Regions from separate parts of the Cyprinus carpio genome. Here region 2 is linked to region 1. A link is a contact called in public Hi-C data. All regions are on one chromosome and are shown on one strand. Each heading gives the region's core, a stretch centred on a gene start, on an enhancer-like site or on the middle of the called end of the contact. The rest is flanking DNA. Distances are from core to core; before and after follow the strand shown.

What was found. Hi-C and Micro-C count contacts between places; a contact is called where the count stands out from the background.
Region 2: a Hi-C map of liver shows a contact between it and region 1, with 4 times the contacts expected there. The contact joins the enhancer-like site here to the promoter of LOC122142242 in region 1. A contact is called at or near these places in 3 of 8 Hi-C or Micro-C datasets (liver and red blood cells).

The regions. Positions count from the first base shown.
Region 1 is chrB24:19,135,865-19,140,979 of ASM1834038v1, reverse strand. It overlaps LOC122142242 (ribosomal biogenesis factor-like), which reads right to left and starts at 3,190. Exons shown (of 1, transcript XM_042752168.1): 1 at 2,701-3,190. The coding sequence starts at 2,901. The coding sequence ends at 2,701. It overlaps ca2 (carbonic anhydrase 2), which reads left to right and starts at 4,062. Exons shown (of 7, transcript XM_042752128.1): 1 at 4,062-4,450. The coding sequence starts at 4,417. LOC122142243 (a long non-coding RNA gene) reads right to left here and starts at 2,665. Exons shown (of 2, transcript XR_006158469.1): 1 at 2,577-2,665; 2 at 1,934-2,337.
Region 2 is chrB24:19,170,376-19,174,761 of ASM1834038v1, reverse strand. The region is part of intron 2 of LOC109050005 (RNA-binding Raly-like protein); the gene reads left to right. Among protein-coding and RNA genes, the nearest start is that of LOC122142243, 34 kb to the right of the region's middle. Within about 2 kb of position 2,836, at least 5 of the 8 cell types and tissues checked have an H3K27ac peak or open chromatin away from gene starts, as enhancers often do. A contact at or near this core is called in liver, where this site is marked.

The sequences.
Region 1 (5,115 bases), core at 1,941-4,440:
AACATAAACAGCTGCTGAAAAAGCCGAGCACAAAATATAGATCCTAGCACATAAAAAATGCTATTTCACAACATTCTCAATTTTGAGTGATGCGAGACATATATTGACAGCCAAATTTGCACAAATCTCTTAGTGCCTGCAGACTTTTATTATTCATGAAAATGTCAAAAATAGCCTTTTTGGAAGGAAAAATATTTTACTTTAAAAAAAAGAGAGAGACAACAGTGTGCTTTGCATGTTATTGAGCTTACTTTATGGCTTAAAGAGATAGTTCACCCAAAAATGAAAATTCGGTCATTAATTACTCACTCTCATGTTGTTCCAAACCTATAAGACCTTCGTTCGCTTTCTGACCCTCCATAGACAGCAAGGGTACTACCACGATCAAGAAACGTAGCATGGACATCAGTAAAGTAATCCATGTGACATCAGGGGTTCAACCGTAATTTTAAAAAGTATTCTCGTAGCTTAGTAAAATTATGGTTGAACCCCTTATGTCACATGGACTACTTTAACGAAGTCCTTGCTACATTTCTGAACCTTGATTGTGGTAGTACCCTTGCTGTCTATGGGAGGGTCAGAGAGCTCTCGGGATGCATCAAAAATATCTTAATTTGTCTTACGGGTTTGGAACAACACGAGGGTGAGTAATTAATGACAAAATTTGCATTTTTGGGTGAACTAACCCTTTAAGGTATTTCACTACTGGGGATAATTATGTTACACAATGAGAGAGCAACTTATTATTTTCATCCTTCTTTAAGGTTTGATATATTCATGCATTCAAGTCTTCGGTTAAAAGCTCGATGGCAGATTGAATGAATCTCAACACCCACAAATGTTCTGCTTAGTCCCTGATACTGTCAGGATGGTATATACGCGCCAGTGAACTCTCATACCACTCTCAGACTAGACTCCAAAGGGGGGTTTTGCAGTGAAGAACCATTTTGTGTTCCCAAAGAACAGTTCATAAAAGAACCATTTTTTTTTCTTCTTGTAAAAATATTACATCATCTAAATAACCTTTTTCCACTATAGAGAACCTTGTTGTTCCATGGATGTTAATGGTTCTTCATAGAGAACCATAAAAAACTTTTTTTTAAGAGTGTATTATAGGAAGGTTTTATTTTTATTTTTTATTTAAATAAAAAACACTGGGCTTGCTGTTAATGTAGTGCTATTATTATAAATGTCTGGCCTCTAGTGGTCTTGAGCTGTTATCACAACACATAGGAAATAAAGAAGGAACGTTCACATTAAAAGAACATAAAAACTTAAAATATGCACTGATTGGTGTATTGGTCTAATTGGTGAGCATACTCTTTTATGCTCACCAATTTATCTGATTACAATACAATACAAACAGTAATATTGTGTAATATTATTACACTACAAAATAACTTATCTATTTTCCATAAGCTGAATTCTAAGAAGCTATTACTCCAGTTTTTTTGATGAATAGAAAGTTTACAACAGCATTTATTTAAAACAGAAATCAGTATAGATTACACACATATATAGTCACTTTTGATCAATTTGATCCATCTTTTCTAAAAGTATTCATTTCTTTTTTTTATGTACTAATTCATATAATCTACTCGCATACACAAATGTCTCATTCATCATTCATGTTCACTTTTCTGTGATCATAAACCAGCACAAAGGACTCAAAATAAATTTTGCATACAGGAATTGAAGTAGAACTTTGCTCTAAAATAAAAATGAATTCACTTCTATTTGAATCATATGGGTTTGGAACAACACATGAATGAGTAAACTACACATTTTTTATTTGTGCCTGAACTACCAACTTGTGTTTCCAAAAACCTACCTCTTTCCACTGGGTCACAAGTTCAAACATTGATCCGAACAATATATAAAGCCTGCTACAGCTGACTCAATACAACAGAAGCACAACTCATTACAAAACAGCTCTGATCGAATTCAGTCTTTAATGACTTTGTTCTTTATGCTTCAGCAAGCATAGACAATATTCCAATCCAAAAAAAATCAGTGCTATAGGAAAACTTACTAATGTATTTTTGGACATTAAGCTTGTGTGATCAGCATGCACTGCTGCAAAGTGCATTTACAAAACCAGTCCTACGAGGGCACTAGAAATAATGCAAAAAAAAAAATTACCTACACAGGGATATTCATGTAATAAATAATATAGCTGATCAGCAGTTATTATGAACTGTTTTTGTTTGAGAATTTTGGTATGACGTGTCTGTGATTAGTCCATGTTCAGCATGTTAAAATGGGCTTCTACAGTTGAGAGAAAAGCTGGGCAGCATTATCCACATTGACAGCTTCCCGTGGAGCTTCTCTGACCACCTGAAACACACAGTTTACATGTGACGTGACGGTCAACATTACAGCACAAAAAAATATTTGGACACACGAGGCATGAAATGTCATTGCATTTGATAACAAAACATGACAGTGGCATTCAGAGACAAAGCACAAAAACACTTCATGCAAAACATTTTATAAGAAGTCAAGTTGCAGAATGTATTTGGACATTGCTTACCATTTAAAGCTGCAAATAAGAGAATAAAACAGGAAAAACTGACCTTCTGTGCTTTTTTGGGTTCACTGGATGTTGATTTTGATATACTTTTGACATCTCTCTACATCTCTGAAAACATCATATAAAATCTCCACACTTTCACATCTCAAAAAGTTTATCATCTGTAAGAATAACAACGACTTGTTTATATTCCAAATCTCTAACACTGTGTGCAGTCCTAATGGCGCGTTACTGATGTAAACAAAACTTGAACTCACGTGTTTCAAAGAGGTCTTGACGGGTTTCGCTTTGGTCTTGGGTTTTGACTGTTTGTTCGCAACCTGAAATACATTCTGTTGCTTTTTACCTCTCTGTTTGTTTTTGGCCATTTCCCCAGTAGACTTTCTAATGAGAACTCAACTCAAGCCGCAATGTGGACGTCTAAAGTAACGTTAAACGACTGATCTAAAGGCAGACAGAGAACAGTATGTGGCTATATCACGCTTAGATGACACTCGATTCCAAACTAAACGTGTCAAACAACACAAATACAACTACATGTAAAAACGTCGCATCAAAGCGTAGTTTTAACTAACAACATGCTGTGACTGTGCTTTTTCTTCACTGTGCAGTTGAATCCGCGCCATCTAGTGGTGTGGAGAGTACGCGAAACGTTAAATAAGGTCACGACAACTGATCCAGGCACGACTGACTGTATTAAAAAAAAGGGAAGAAAAAAAAAATGTTGGAACAACGTATTTTGCACTTTATTTGTCAATTCAACTCTATAATTAGTAAAACTATACACACACACATATATGTATTGCCTATACAAAATGTATACATTTATATTAGGTTTACACATATACTTACAAAATAAATCTGAAAGCTACATTGGCCCTTCTTTATTTGTGAATTTAAACATGCATTTACTCATTTTTTTTTTGTTCATTTTGCGGTCAATATTAGTTTCAACACTCGACCACCAGATGGCAATCAATCACTTTATATTGCAAGTTCAGATTCAAGTACATTGAGCTTCACAAATTCAGAACACATATAAAAATAAAGAATCAAAAAAAATATCAAAAGAAATTACAAGAAATATCTAAAAAAAAAAAAAAAAAAAAAAAAACACTAAAATTTGGTTTCAGTATCGGCAGAAATTATAAGCTATATGTATCCTGCAATGTTTATATTAAAATCTACAAAGTTTTTTTATTTTTATTTTATACCCTATTATTTATTTTTGAGCCAATAATAATTAGTAAACATAATAATTATAATAGGCTAGTAATAATAATAATAACATGACACAGATTGCTCTGGCTAGTGTATCTATTGGTGATATACACATGGGCATATTAAAAGATTATGTTCATAGTACTACATTCATTATGAGTAAGGTAGCCCGTTTAAAAAAAAAAAAACATATTTCCATATATATATGCTCATATATATATATGTCTTCAGTTATGGGCTCGTTCTTTGTAAAGCGTCAAATGCCAGCTAAGCAGAGTGTTGCGCAAATCCGCCATTCATTCGCTGTGCTAGTGATGAATCATTACAGCACTCATTGTCATTATTACTAGCCTTTGTCACTCTACGTCAACAGAACCAGCGCGCCACAAGTATCTGATTACGCAATCACAGAATGGAAAAAATGCAAGAATGTAGCAGCAGATCATAGAAGAGGAATCCCGCATTCCGAGAGAGACACGGATTGAGAGCGCGCGGTATCGATCGATCTCTCTGTAGCTCCTCCTGCTGCTGATCACACCTAATGTACGGTCATGTGGGCGAACAGCGTCCAGAAAGCCGCTATATAAACCTCCAGCTCATCTGTCCGAGGACACTGACACTGCTTCAGGACGCTTGGAGACTCTTGCGGCGCAGCTGTCATAATGTCCAACGAATGGGGATACGCAGACCATAACGGTAAGACCCCCCATGTAATAATGCTTTGAATAATTCATACGTGTTTTCATAGCATATGTCAATATGAAATCTATCACAGATTCTCTTTTTTCCCCATCATTATCTGCATTTGCCCTCTTTGCAACTAAGACATGTTCACCTTGGCTACTGCAAAGTCAGCACCATCAGTGACAAGTGCAAAATGTACAGATTTTACAAATGTTATGTGCATAACTATGCATTTGAATTTGTATTTTTGTGTCAACTGTATGTACTTTTTTCTTCACACGAATGTGGATTTTTATTTCATACCAAACGCAGAAAATACCTTAATTTAATTAATTAAAATGCATTTTTCATTCCATTAAAATGCACATATAATAATAATAATTACTATTATTCCAAAGATATAATTAAATATAATTCCTTTTTTGTACATTTTGTTTGAACATAAATACATTATTATTATTATTATTAAAGGCAATGATGTAAGGACATTTTTTGTTCTTCGCACAATTGTGGATTTTTATTTGATTCTAAATACAGATAATACCATGGACACTGCAGTTCAAATGCATGTTTTAAATGCACATAAATATATTTTATATTATTGTTATTATTATAGTTATTAAAGGCAGAGATGTAAGGATAATTTTTCTTCTTTAAATAACTGTGGATTTTTATTT
Region 2 (4,386 bases), core at 1,587-4,086, 34 kb before region 1:
AATTTAAGTTGCCCTTTAATGACTCTAGTTCTCACAGATAAATAAACAACCAAAAGAAACTATTTTTAGAGGACATGTTATCACTGTGAATATGAATGTTAAGCATTACTGCACTGCTTTTTCTCTAACATCCGAGTGAGAAAAAAGATTGCAGTCTGCATAAATGATACACCTTTGAAGGTCTGTTGTTAATTCTGTACGTTTCTGCAGCGTCTAATAAACATTATACATGACACGATGACATTATACATGTTTGATTTAAATGGATGGTTCACAAATATATATATATATAAATAAAAATAGTTCGTATTGCTACAAATCCAAGGGTTGCTTTTATTATATTTTAATTAATATAATTAAGTTTCTAAAAATGTATGTATTTATTTATTTTTTATGAGTTATGAAAATTTAAATATAATATATAACATAAAATAATTAAAATATAAAATATAAAATAATTTCTAATATATAATATATCAAAAATATAATGTATATTTATTGTACTGTACCTTTATTTATAAATCATTAAGATTCACTTGAGAATATATCTTGAGATTTCATATATCTTCACAGTTCATACTATGGAAATCATAAAAGAGAAAAGTGCTGCATTGTATTATCCAGAAGATGGCGCTGTTGTGTTTCCAAATTTCTGCAGGAAAAAATGAAAATAAAAATACATCAATTGTCTACCCATGTATATATGCTATTGCTATACCGATGTTTATGTAATTGTGGACATTAAAAATACAGATTACACCGAAGATGGAAATACGAAGACAGATTACACCCAAAACACTTCTTGTCAATAATATATTTCTCAAAATATAAAATATATCCTGACTTGCCCAGACATGCATTCATTTGCACCCCTCTCTTTCTTTATTTTCAGTTATCCAAAGTCAGAGATGTTTTCAGTTCTATTAAAAGATCAACAGCAGCTGTCCTCTAAATGTTCATATAAAAATATGTACTTTTAAATAAGGTCAGATATGTTGATGACATTGTAGAAAATCCTTCATTGTCCTGCTTTTTGAAAAGCAGTAACTGGTCATGTGCAAAGTAGGCCAGGATATGCAGATGTCAGTTTTTCATGCAGTCAGATTTTGAAGAGTGCATTTCGATGCTATTTTGGTCATAACAACCCACACACTGATAGCCATGCACTGACAGCTAACGGAATATATCACACACATTATAAGAAGGATACGACTGTGTTTTTTCTTTCTCTGTCTCCTTAACAACACAGTCCCTTGCAGCAGAAAACATAACAATAATGTATGATCATGATATAATCAAGATCATGGTTCACAGAGATGAAAAATGTGGGGTGCTTTTAGAAAAAGGGCAGGCATGAGTGCATCACATTTGGTCCCAGCACCTAACCTAAGGGCTTTATGCAACTCTATGCAAATTTTGGCAGTAAAAATACAGTTGGGTGCAAGATTGAAATGCTTGGATCACATTTAATGATCCTGAATGTGAGGAGGGAGTGATGCCAGTTTGTAATGAAATTGGATGCTGGCAGCTTTTCTTTCCTTATTCTGAGAAACTCAGATGAGATATTTGATCTGAGGCCACAGACATTTTGTTAGATTTGCCAGGGATTGTTCCTTTTTGCTTTGTTGAACATCTACATAGGCAATTATATATCTGAATATAATTGCATGCAAATATGCTTCCATACTATTAGACATTCTTTTAAACATCTTCAAACTATGTATGAAAAAAGTAAAACTTTTTTGGGGAAATGCAGGTGTAATGATAGCTGCAGTAACCTTTAATTGCATTCCTGCAGTGTATATATATATATATAATTATATTTAAATAATAAAAAAATTATTTTTTTTATATTAAATACACATGAATATTAAATTTAATAAAAAAATTATTTTTAAGTTCTCATGAAAGAAGTAACCTACTACATAGAATATTTAGGAAAAGCGAACAAACGAACGAATAAATGTATGTGAAAAATTAAATGTAATTTTGAATAAATAAATAAATAAATAAATAAATAAAGAGCCAAAATAAAACTAGGTAACATTTTAATGAATTCTGCAATATTTTAATTTTATTTTAATTTTTTTAAACAGTGACCAAAATAAATAAATAAATAAATATAAGCTAATTTCTTGGACGGGTTACGCAGCATAGGCTATTAGTGTTTTGCATAAACTATACTTTAATGGGTATAAAGTATATAATAGTCGTCAGGTATTATTTTAACGTCATAATATCAAAATAGGTGCATTCGAACTACACTTGATACTAGGCTACTTTAAACTAAAATAGGTCTACAATGTACAGTCTATATAATCGGCAGGCGTTATTACTTTAAACGTCCATATATAATCTATAATCTAAATATGTGCATACAAATACTGTAAATTGGCGCTTCTGTTAGCAGAAAATGTTGAAATTACAAATCCTACCATAGCGAAGGTCTATGAATATTAATGAGAACGTCTTGACGTTCCGTAGTAACCTTCCAATGAAGAAGACCTTGATCTTGAATATTAATCATTAGTGCTGACGTCGCGTGGTTGACGTCCAATTGCTAACGACTGGGTTATGAATATTAAACAAAAAACCACCACAGTAGTAACAACATCAAATAAACAAAAAAAAAAGAAAAGCGCCCCTTTGTAGACCTCGGTAGTGGTAGCGTCTGCTGTGATAGTGGGTTTCGTTTTCTCTCCTTCGGAAAAACAGATCTGTTTGTACGGAATCGCGGCTGAGGTTCGGAGGTTCGGTCTTTTCTTCCAGCGCGCGAGCAGGATTCTCAAGCCGTCAAACTGGAGCCCTACAGAATGACGATGTTTAAAGGGAAACGTCGAAATCACCGGTGTGAGTTTACGACCATCAGTGTAACTTTGAGAATGTGTTGTTTTGCATTCAGTGCATTTCGCACTATTTGCATAAGCTCGCAGTTAGTCATAGAAAGCATAATAGTAAAGAACTATAGCCTGTCTTTGTATCGTTTCCATGTCCTTTCTGTCAGTCTCATTGCATGTTGACAAATAGTCAGTATTGTGCATGAGTAGTGATACACATGTCTACAGGCTCCTGTCATATCTATATCTGAAAGACAAGACATCATCATAATGCTGAATCCATTACTGAAGTGGTTTGATATGTGAATTTGCAACCCTTGGCAATTCTATTATGTGTTATTGCAGTATGATGGTTGTGTTTTGATATTTTGGCCATTCGGAGCTGAAATGATCCATCTTGACCAAATGGACTGTGTCATTGTTCTCATCTAATGTTACACTGAGCCAGAATCAATTGAGAAACTTAACTTCCACCAGAGACAGGTTTCTTTTAATGGTACTTTCATGACCATTGTCCTCCTCTTCTTCCTCCTCCTCCTCCTCCTCCTCATCATGGCAGATTGGTGCAGGTAGTCCATTAGCAGCAACTAAACTTGAGATGCATGTTAAACAATGACATTGTGCACATAAAAATGTGTTATGAACAGAGATATTGTAGTTAACTAAAACTAAAACCATAAAATAAATGTGAACTGAACTAAAATTGAAACAAAAATGAAAATAAACTATATTAGACATATTTAAAAATAAAATGTTGGCTAAAAATGTAACCACATTTATAATTAAAATTGAAAATAATAAAAATGAATTCAAAATATTAATACAAAACTATAATGCTATATATGTGTTAACATAATAACACTGATTATGATGTTATGATTCTTATGTTTTTTAAAAGAAATTTGCCAAACTTTGGGACCAAACTGTCACACTTTGGGACCATTTAAAATTAATTTTTAAAAACAAACTGTCACACTTTGGGACCATTTAAAATTAATTTTTAAAAAAAAATAAAAACAAACACATAAAAACACAAACTGTCACACTTTGGGACCATTTAAAATAAACTTTTAAAAATAATGAAAAACTAGCATATTCTTATACACTGAAAAACATTGGTGCTAAAACAATTTTCACACAGAAATTGTTAGTAGATTTCACAATTATTTACAAGGAAACAGCCAGTAACACAATGAATTAAATGTAAAATTTTAAAGTGGAAAAATATAAACTTGAAAAAAAATTACTTTAAGACAAAAAAACATCTTACGTAAAACATACTCTTAATAATCTTTTTTTACTGTGTAAATTTGAACCTACAGTACATGATCTTGTGATAAAACTCAAATTCTTTTTATATTTTTATAGAGTATTACTTCAATTTGAGCAAGACCATTTGAATGTTAATGTGACCGTATTTGACATCCTAAAACAGACCGGTAACCGTATTCACATCCCCACACTACAACACAACCATACATAAACTAAGAAAACCATAATAACACCAAAAAAACCACAACACAAAAAAAGTAGAAATTTCTACATTTAT